Regions from separate parts of the Gossypium hirsutum genome. Here region 1 is linked to region 2. A link is a contact called in public Hi-C data. All regions are on one chromosome and are shown on one strand. Each heading gives the region's core, a stretch centred on a gene start, on an enhancer-like site or on the middle of the called end of the contact. The rest is flanking DNA. Distances are from core to core; before and after follow the strand shown. Region 1 holds the start of LOC107951343 (receptor protein kinase CLAVATA1). Region 2 holds the start of LOC121208538 (thaumatin-like protein 1).

Region 1 (5,497 bases), core at 1,258-3,757, 360 kb before region 2:
ATTTTAGCTGTGAAATTAAATCTGAATACAAAAAAATTTATTAATCACACAATTCAAATACAAACCAACACATTATATACATGAATGCATTTTATTTGATTTAGTCCTCGGATTCCTAATGTCCAAAACGTTCGTATCTCACAATTTATCCGATCGAATTTAAAATTAACTTCATTAATATAGTATAGGGACCTCATGATACTATTATGTTCTATGCAACCTCAAACTTCCTTTCTTTTACTATTAAGGAATCAACTAAATTACCTAAATGAAAATTACACTTAAATCAATAATCTCTTATCACATTTTTAACTCATTCCTGTCATGATTTCAGCTAAACTCAAACATGCATGTAATTAAACTCTAAACATTCAAGATTCTCAAAACTTTACACGATTAAAAATTGATTAATTAACGATTCTACATCTTAGGCTCTCATTAACTAGTATTAATTATCCATAATTCAACTTACTAATTTCTTTGTTGTTTGCTACGAAAATGAAAAAAGAAAAGAACAAAGTTTTTCTTTGGGTTGGATGGTAAAGGGGATAGGAGAATGAGAATGAAGCTAAGACGTTTTCACTCCTCTTTCCCACTTTATTAACTTAATTAATTAAAATTATTAAACCAAAATCAATGGTTATCAAGCAATAATCAAAACAATGGTGGGATCCAACGGTTGCATACATTCCAAGCGACTACCCTTTATTTAATGATGGTAGAATTGCTAATTAATTACCACTGAAAGACCTATTAAGTCTAAACTAATTTTCATTTAATTCAATAAAACCTAACAATTCAACCTTCCGTATTCATACTCAACACGTAATTAACCTATTTGAATTATTTACTAACTCAACTCAATTTATTCAATCTAAAACCAAATTTTTACGACACCGTTGAAAACTGAATCGTTACACCTTATCCTTTCCTTAATTTCAAGGTAGTTCAATAATCAAAACCCTAAATTAATCTCGACACTCATGAATATAAAGATACTACCAAAAAATACCGTGAAAATGAATTTTTTTTAAATACTTATTGTAGAAATATTTTTTTTCACCATATTCAAAAATTAAAAAAAAAAACATTCTCTTTTCATTATTTCTCAAATTGTGCATTTTTTAAATATTAAACGACCTCAACACTAATTGATGTTGAGGTTCATGTGGTTAATTTTACCCTAGCCTCGTATTCATATGTATTGAGGTCAGGGTTCTTTACCAAAAAATTTGAGAGAATTTGATTTCCATAATTTGGGACATGATGAGATGATGTTATATAATTTCAACAGTTACAGGTGTTGAGGTTAAGCTTTTTTTTCAAAGATATTTTTGAGAATCTTATACTTGTATCGATACAAATTTAACTTGTAGTACCTAACATTTGTTGTCAAGGGTGGTTTTGATTTAGTTCAATCAGATTTTTTAAATTTTCTGAACCATCCATCATAATTCGGTTTAGTTCGATTTGGTTCTCAATTTTTTTATATGAATTTATTGTTTTTATTTTTTGACTTATTTTGATAAAATGAGGTTTATTTTATGACTTTTAAATATTATTTAAAAAATTAGATCTTTTTCATAAATATTTCTCAAAAACAATAATTCTTTAAGAACTTTTAAATTATTAACTATTTTAAATATAAAATATTTATTTTTATATCATAAAAACTAAAATTAATTATATGTAAATAAAAAATAAAATTTAATTCAATTTCGGGTCATTGTGATTTTTTAACTTATATTCGATAAACTATCTAAATATCTCGATTTGAGTTGATTTTTATTCTTAGCCCTAGTGAGGGTTAACCTTCATCTTTTATTGTTTTTCCCTATGCTCCTGAAATTTGGACTCTTAAAATTACAAAAAAAATTTAATATCCATTTGACTCTTTAATCTATACCTTATCTCACAATGCAGCATATCTATATTCATGATATAGTCATGTTTACATTATCTTTTTCATGAACACTATCATATGTTATTTTATAACATAGTTTATTTTTTTCCCTTGGGAGTTTTCTAACAAGCTAATGGCCCAATCATAAATGTTGCTTAAACAAGAAGACAAATATTTGAATGAGATGATGAAGAAATTCTACTTTGGATGTCAAAGCACTTGGATGGTTAGAAGAAGTTGCAGAATACTTGGGTTGGTCCATAAACAATTGCATAAGGGATAGGGAAGGAAGCAAAAGGAGAGGTTAGTGCAGAGGCAATCAACAATGGTCCCCTATTTTGTGGACGGTCCCGATCGGAGAAAAGAACAAAAAGAGTAGACTTTTAGCTCACTGCCAAAAAGGAGTCAGAGGGAGAAAAAGGTGTTTCTTCGGGAAAGGACATTCACAGCCTTTAATCTGGGCCCAGCAATTGACCCCCAAAGCCCATCCCCTGTCTTCATCACTCCCCCAAAAGACAAAATCCACATTCATCTTTCATAATCCCAAATGCTCAAAATAATAATAAGATATATATGGTATAATATTTTTACCAAGCTCAACCTAGTGAATTTGACAGTTTTTCCGAGTGATTTTTTTCTTTCAGAAAAAGAAAAAACAACTGGCGTCTGACAGTAATGCAGTGGGCAGCTGCATTTATAATAGGGCCAATCTTTAGAACCGGCAGATCACGCCGTCAAACCAGATGAGTATAGTACCCTTAGCAATTCACAGTCTCTAAGCCCCACGTAAAATAGTAACCTTCATCAACTCCGTCCCGAGTTAACGTTTCAATCGTTCTTCCTGCTGCCATGGGGACCCTCCCTCCCTCCCTCCCTCATGTTTGACTCACAGAGCTGACAAGCTTTAAAAACTAGTAAATTCAACGTTAACCCTTTCTGTGTTCTACCATTTTCAATTCCATGTAGTGTACGATGCGAACCATGGGCCATCGTATTGCCGTGTCTTTAGCGGTTTCATGCAATCCAGACTCCGCCCTTTCACACACTCTCTCCCTGACTTTTTCAGAGTTCAGATTTTGTATTTGTTTATTTCATATCCAACATTTGATGCTTTGGGAACTACGATCCTCTTTGCGACCCAATATACAGTACAACTCTATTTAACGTAGTGAGCTACTGATAGTAAAGCCTTCACCTCTCTCTGAGCTCAGGAAAAGAGAAGAACACTGAAATGAGAAGCTTTTACAGTTATCTTCTCTGTGTTTTCTCGACTCTTCTACTACTCTTCTCAGCCATCGTCTATGGTTCCAGTGATCTTGAAGTTCTGTTGCTGCTCAAGTCTTCAATGATTGGACCCAAAGGTTTGGGACTCGAGAACTGGGAATTCTCTTCATCTCCATCAGCACATTGCCGTTTCTCTGGTGTTCAATGCGATGAGGATTTCAGTGTTGTTGCTCTGAACGTGTCGTTTGCTCCTCTCTTTGGCACTATTCCTCCTGAAATTGGGCTTCTCAACAAGCTAGTCAACCTCACTATTTCTTCCGATAGTCTTACGGGGAGGATTCCTGTGGAGATGGGTAATTTGACTTCTCTTAAGATATTCAACATCTCCAACAATGTTTTCCAAGGCAGTTTCCCTGGAGAAATCTTTGCAGGCATGATTCACCTCGAGACTCTCGATGCTTATAACAATAACTTCACGGGTGTTCTTCCCATTGAGGTCGTCAATCTTAAATATCTCAAGCATTTATCTTTCGGAGGCAACTTTTTCATGGGAGAGATACCGGAGGAGTACTCTGAAATCCAGAGCTTGGAATATTTGGGTCTTAATGGCATCGGTTTAACAGGGAAAACTCCTGCCTTTTTGGCTAGTTTAACAAACCTCAAATACTTGGTAATCGGATACTTCAACGCCTACGTTGGAGGCATTCCACCTGAGTATGGGTCATTGAGTCAACTCGAACTTCTCGACATGGCAAGCTGTAACCTAACCGGTGAGATTCCTTCGAGTTTGAGCAATTTGAAACACTTGCACTCCTTGTTCCTTCAACTCAACCGTCTCACCGGCCGTATCCCTTCTCAACTCTCTGGTTTAATCAGCTTGAAATCACTTGATCTTTCTATAAATGAACTCACAGGGGAGATACCGGACAGTTTCTCTGCTTTGAACAACATTACGCTTATAAATTTGTTCAAAAACAATCTCTACGGTTTGATACCGTCATTCGTAGGCGATTATCCTCATCTTGAAGTGTTTCAGGTGTGGGGAAACAACTTTACGTTTGAATTGCCCCAGAATCTGGGGCGCAATGGGAAGCTTTATAAGCTTGACGTTGCTTCGAATCACCTCACTGGATTGATTCCTCGGGATTTATGCAGGGGGGGGAGGTTGGAGACGTTGATTATGATGGAAAATTTCTTCTTTGGTCCACTCCCTGAAGAACTTGGCAACTGCAAGTCTCTTACCAAGATTCGTATCATGAAAAACCTTCTCAATGGGACGATTCCAGCTGGGATTTTCAACTTGCCATTGCTGAGTATTATGGAGTTAGGCGACAATTTCTTCTCCGGTGAACTTCCATCACATATGTCGGGTGCTTCGCTTGGTCAGTTAAAAATTTCAAACAATTGGATCAGTGGAAAAATTCCTCCGGCAATCGGCAATTTGCGGAGTTTACAAGTTTTGTCTCTTGAAATGAACAAGTTTTCAGGTGAAATCCCCGGAGAGATCTTTAATATCAAATTGCTTTCAAAGATGAACATCAGTGATAACAATATTACTGGTGAAATCCCACCTTCTATCTCTCGATGCACTTCTCTTACTTCCATTGATTTCAGTCGGAACAGTTTCACTGGTGAAATTCCCGACGGAATCGACGAGCTCAAAGATTTAAGCATTCTCAATTTTTCAAGGAACCAGCTAACTGGTGAAATTCCGGCTGAAATCCGTAACATGATAAGCCTCACAACTCTTGATCTCTCGTATAACTGTTTGGTGGGCAGAATTCCCATTGGCGGTCAATTTTTAGTCTTCAATGATAGCTCGTTTACTGGAAACCTCAATCTCTGTCCTCGTCACGTCAATTGCCCATCTTTGGCAAACCAAACTAGAGGTTCAGGTCATGGTCACGCAGTATCCTTCACTGCTTCAAAGCTCATAATCACAATCATTACGTTTATGATAGCTTTGCTACTGATAATCATCACGGTTTACAGAATTAGAAGGAAGAGGCTTCAACAATCACGAGCCTGGAAGCTTACTGCATTCCAAAGGCTGGATTTCAAAGCTGAGGACGTGCTGGAGTGCTTGAAGAATGAGAATGTTATAGGCAAAGGTGGAGCTGGGATTGTCTACCGCGGTTCAATGCCGGATGGTCTCGATGTTGCGATTAAAAGATTGGTGGGCGGAAGAAACGATCGTGGATTCTCGGCAGAGATTCAAACTCTGGGTCGAATTAGGCATCGAAACATCGTGAGATTGTTGGGTTATGTTTCGAATAAAGACACGAATCTGTTGTTGTATGAATATATGCCTAATGGGAGCTTAGGAGAAATGTTGCATGGGCCAAAGGGTGCACATTTGCAATGGGAGAG
Region 2 (5,959 bases), core at 2,292-4,791:
CTTAAGCAATTTTCAAATTTTTAATGATGACATTTATAATTATTGTGTTATAATAATTTATATTTTTCATTATTTATTACAATATTATTATTTAATATGTCACTATAATATTTTTAATTATTTTCTAATAAATAATCCTTGCTTCTTCTTTTCTAATCAGTACATATTGTAGGAAAAGGGATGGGGATAGGATTTTAATCCATCTAATCATTAATTGATGAATGATTAAACATTCAAATTTCAACTCAATGAATTACGCATGATATTAGAAAAAAAAATATTATACAAAAACATTCTAAGCGTAAGTTTAATAATATTTTTTTCTCTTAAAAGTAAAATTTATTTTTATAGTTTATATTGATAACTTTTTTAAAATTTAAAATTATATATAATTATTGCTTCATACATTTATTTAGTATAACTTTATCCATAAATTATAAATTGGTAAAAATTTCTTGTAATTATAAATAAATAAAAAATCAAATATGATTATGATTTTGAGGTGGAACATTAAGACAAAAACTGGCGTAATAAAAAATGATTAATTATTGATAGATTCCTGACAACCAGCAATAAAATGAATACTATCCTTCCTATAATATAAAAGTTAAACAGAAAACTAAGAAAAATATTCCATAAACCTAAAAGCCAGAATATGGTGCATTAGGCCCTTCATCCCCACCAACACTTGCATGTTGCAGTTGCAAATATTATGAAGGGGGGGCTTCAATACAATTCAATTGCCAGGTGAGCTTTCTCTGTCATGACTGGATTCCATGTCACCATGAGACCCAGCACATCCCACACCTCAGCTATGGACCAAAGTTAGATAGGGGATTTAGTAAAATTTCTTACGACTATGTATATGGAATAAATTAGAAGATTTGGCACCACCACCAAATTGCCACCGTGATGATTCCGAATATGTAGGTGGTGACCCTGAATGGTGATGCCTCACTTTCATCTAAGAACCCTTCGTACATGATTGTGTTGTCGACAAGAGGTGACGTTGGCATCGCCGTTGTTGTTGTTTCTGTGTTCTGCCCTGGCGTTGTCGCCTCTTGCGATGACTTCTGGCTGCAAATTACCAACCGTTAAAAGAACTCTGGATAATTAATTATGTTGACAACAATGGTAATGTGTGGTGAAAGTAAGTGGAGGTTTCCGCATTAAGATTCAAAATATTTTGACTCTTTTATTTAAATAAATCGATAAATTAAATATTAAAAATTAAATTAATCTTTTTAATTAAAAATTTAATTTATTTCTACTATTAAAAATTAATATTATTAATAAAATAACTAAATATTTAGGTGATGTGTCACATTCTAATAATAAAAATAGATAAAAATGTTTTAAAAAATAATTTAATATTTAATATAAAGTATAAATATTAATTTAATCAATTTTTAAATAAAAAATAAAATATAATCCAAAACTAGTTCTACCATATTTTTACGTTAAATGTGTTGGGATTGGAAGCATGTAGTTTATGAGTATCTCCTACTTCCCGTTAGCAACGATGCCAATTATAGAACTTCAGAGTTCAGTGTGTCAGAGAATTTGGCTCAATTTGCGGGACGGGATCCGGTTCCACGAGAGATCGATGCGCTAAATTCAGATCCCCTGGAGCCCAGTTTTCATCTTCCAAGGACCATTAATTAGACAGCTATTCATTTAAATATGTCAGAACGCCTAAAAGGACCCTTATACCCCCAGCCTATCTTCAGTTGGGTTTGAGTCTTTTGTGTCTTGACTCTACCCTCAACGGTCAGATGTGCAAATTATTGTTGTTTGTCGCCGAGCCACGTGAAAAATTGGGCTGAGCTGACAGACCCTTCACGCCAACGTTCTTTTCGGGACAAAAGGCACTATTTAAAATTAAAAAAAAAACACCACTCCAGACTCTTTTAATTTTAAAATTAAATAAATTAATTCCTCTTAAAAAAATTAAATAATTTAATTCAACTAATTAAAATATTAATATTTTTATCAATTATACATAATTTTAATTATTATAATAAATTTAATTTTTAAAATTTATACATTCTTTTAAATTTGATCCTAATTTTATAAATTAATCTTATAATAATTATTTAAATATAAATATTGAGGTTAAATTTGTTAAATTTTTTAAATTGAAGCCAAATAAAAAAATTATGTAAATAAAATTAAATTTATCAAATCAATTAAAATTATGTATATTTAAAAAAATAAATTAACTTGTTGTCTTTATTTACTCATTTTTTAAATTAATAAAGATTAAATTAATTTAATTTTTTGAGATTTTTTTTGTGAGAGATAAATTTACTCAAATTTGGAGAAACCTAAGAATATTTTTGCCGAAAATTTTCGCTTCATTTTTAAATAATAATATATTTAATTGTTTTTAATTTTGCGAGTTTATATTAGCAAGCAGATGACATGATTAAATATTGTAAAAAGAAAAAGAAGAATAAAGAAAATGTTATCATTCTGTAATAAAAGAAAATTTACCTGGTGTTAGGTGAAGGACAGAAAGTAATGGAGTAATCGGCAGCATTGGCACATGTGAAGGTGCAGGTTTTATCATCATAGGCATAGCTGTAGGCGCGTGGGCAAGCTCTCTTAAAGACTTGGGAGTAGTAAGAAGGCTTGCAAGTAGCGGGTGTGGCATACGCGCCGCTGCAACAGTACTGAGGCTGGCGGAAGGCCTCGCAAGCACTCTTGCATGCGATGCCACCCCTGCCGTTACTGCTCATTATCCTAAGCTCCGAAGGACACAAGCCATTGAGATCCTCAACGCAGCCGGTGCTGCTACAATTTTGACCTTTGCCACCCTGAGGAACCACTAACATAGGAATGTTGTAACCGTCCACCAAACTCACATCAAAGAAATCAAGCCCACCAGCACCGTCCAAAGTAAATTCAGCCAAAGTGGCAGGCGGAGCAGCCCCATTCCCAGAACATTCAAGCTTCCCGGAGCCACAATCACCGGTGAGACATGAGAATTTTCCGTCGGAATCTTGCGAACAATGGGTTCTACCCCAAAAGCGACCGCCCCATGATGTGGGGGCGGTAATGGTTTTGGTTTCACCTCTTTGGAGGGTGAAACCTGTTGTAGCAAGTGTTGGAACACCAGCGTTTGAGAGAATTCCAGGCCATACCACATAATCGCATTTGTTTACTATGGTAAAGGTTGTTGCTTGAACTACATGGGACAGAGTAAGAACACAAATAGCGGCAATCAATGTTGGTTGGGACATAAAAGTTGGGAAGAAGAAGTGGAAGGTGTGGTGGATGGCCAAAACCCAGCAGATTGAGATTTCTTCTATTTGGGGGATTGGGTTGGGAAAGACTGAGTTCATGCAATTTATAACGTCATATACAGATGAAAGGTGGTCCAATTAAGTAGAAGTTGCTATTGGTACCGGCTCTATGTCTGTCTAACCCTACAGGATTTCCTTATTACATGGTAAAATCCCGATAATATGGGAAAAGATATGGGCGTAAAATTAATTATTCTTTGCCACATGAAAATAAAAAATTGGATTGATGGAGGTCCATATCGAAATTGTGGGTATCGATTTAGGTCTTAAATTATGTTGAAATTTTGAGTCATTGATGAATCATGCTGTCAATACCGGTCAAAGTAAAAAAACAATTTAAATTTTAAACCTAACCCACTCATTAATCTTTTAAAACCCCAAACCCAAACAATCTCCGCACACAATAAAAATCATACATTCATCGGCCAAAAATGAAATCATACCCCCTATAAAATTTCAAAAATAAAAAATGTCCCCAAAATATCTCCAAATTTTGAAAATTAACCCACAAGATATCAAAATTTTGGAGAAATTTCCAATTTTAGGTAAGCTCCATCACTTTATTTTTAATTTGTTAAATAAATAAATTATGTATTCTAAGCAATATGTTATTTTTAATTTAAATAATACATTTGTTTTTGCAGGTTTTAGCGTGATTATTAGAAATATTAGTAAGTATATGTGAACTCCAAATTTTAATGTCTTATGTTTTATTTTATATATTGACTATAAATATTTAAAATTTATCCACATTTATTTATTTTCTTTATGTTAATATAAGATTGATTATTAGTGTACAAATTAACACACTTTCTTTTTAAAATCCAAAAGTATTCACAATTTTACCTTACTAAAAAATCACATAAATATAAGCTCAAGTTCCATGCATGTTGATCGGCCATAATTTGATATGGTAAATTAGGCTTTCTCAATATACTTAAGGAATTTATTTTCAAGCAAAGTAATGTCTTTTTATTCATTTCAAGCTGTGTAGGGAACTGTTGGAGGTTGAAAATGAGCGAAAACAGCACTAAAGCAAAGGGTATCGCAATCTCCATACCTTGAAATTGCTATACCTCCAACAGGCTTGAAGATTGGAGACCACCTTTCAGTGGTATAGCGGTTCGACCCTCAAAGAAAACCCCCAAGTTCAAGATTGACTAGGGTATCGCGATATCCTCTTCTAGGTATTACTACACTAACATCTGAGGGGGACAAGATTGGAAAAAAAAGGTAGTCTTTGTCCACCCTATCCACCAATCACCCAATGCCTGTGTAGAGGCAATTTTGGCAACGAAATTTCATCAACATTCAGCCTAAAACAGCCAATTTTGGTTGAGGAGAGATATACGCATTAGTTTAGTTTTTAGCTTTAGTTTCTCTATGTTTTCTCTTAGTTTTTCTACAACTTTTCTAGGGTTTCTATTTTCTCTTCTTCTTTCTTAGTTTTAGAGTTTATTTTCTTGCACTTGCTTCTTGTTCTTAGTGTTAGTTAAGTTAGTTATCATTATATCTTAGGTTTATTTTCACTTTCAGTCTTTGTACCTTGTCTGTAAGACATTTCTAGTTTTAGTTTAATGTATTTCAGTTTCTTTTACTTTAAATCAGCTAAAGTTTGTTCCTTTTATATTTTTTACCTTATATTCTGGTTGAATGCCCTTAGTTTCATGTTCTTTAAGTTTTATGGTGTAAAAATCCAAACTTTTATATTTTTCTTAAGCTTTATTTTGATGGTTTCTTTGCTTTTCATTTACATGTCCATTATTTTTATTTTCAGCATGAATAGCTAAACCTCAACAGGGGTTGGTTATTGGATATGAGAGTAAGCTGACTTTTTGGACAATGATCTAAATCGTAATAAATTGGACTAAATTGAATAGACCTAAAAACTTAGGAATTGACTCCCTAAGGGAATTTCTAGACAAGTGAGACCGAGAGGTAATCTTGTTGTGCACCAATTCATTAGTCCTAGATTAGCCGATGAGATCGAGAAATAAGTCGGATTAATTTGTTTAAGTTGATAAAATTGAGATCGAGAGATAAAATAGAGTCACTTAGTAATTTAAGCGATTTAAGTCCGTTATTCGAGGACCAGCGAACCAGACGTGTCACTACATAGTAAACATCTATCTTTAAAATTGTTTCTTGCGTAAACCTTGTAAAATTGTAGTGTTGAAGTTATCTTCAATACAATGGAAGAAATAAAGTATAAGACAAATGGAGAACAAGTTATTGTAAGATATCTTCATTAATCCAAATATGATACTTTAAAATCATTCCATAACTTTAATAAAACTTTATAAAAACATAGTTTGTCAAACATAAGTTTATATACAAATCATTCTCAAAATACAACTATCATCATCCCCCATTTATCATGTATAGATTTAATAAACAGATATTTCATAGAAGCAGATGTCCTCTGGCGTAGTCCTACAAAAAGTCATCCTTTAACAAAAAGCTTGATATAAAAAGGGGTAACTTAGTAAGTTCGAAAGAACTTAGTGTGTTCCATGGAAATCTTAAGTAAAGATACTAATAACACAGTTCAATCTTGCAAAGGAATCACTTATAACCACAGAGTACGCCTACAGGCGTGTACAGAACTCAAACAGACTCAGTACGCCAATGGTGTGTCACATGGGCGAATT

Evidence for each region. A called contact is a pair of places that touch in the nucleus more often than the background predicts.
Region 1: a Hi-C map of leaf shows a contact between it and region 2, with 2.6 times the contacts expected there. The contact joins the promoter of LOC107951343 here to the promoter of LOC121208538 in region 2. A contact is called at or near these places in 2 of 34 Hi-C or Micro-C datasets (callus and leaf).

Annotation. Positions count from the first base shown.
Region 1 is chrA02:29,825,413-29,830,909 of Gossypium_hirsutum_v2.1, reverse strand. It overlaps LOC107951343 (receptor protein kinase CLAVATA1), which reads left to right and starts at 2,507. Exons shown (of 2, transcript XM_016886352.2): 1 at 2,507-5,497. The coding sequence starts at 3,135.
Region 2 is chrA02:29,462,316-29,468,274 of Gossypium_hirsutum_v2.1, reverse strand. It overlaps LOC121208538 (thaumatin-like protein 1), which reads right to left and starts at 3,541. Exons shown (of 2, transcript XM_041079477.1): 1 at 2,497-3,541; 2 at 524-1,077. The coding sequence starts at 3,347. The coding sequence ends at 876.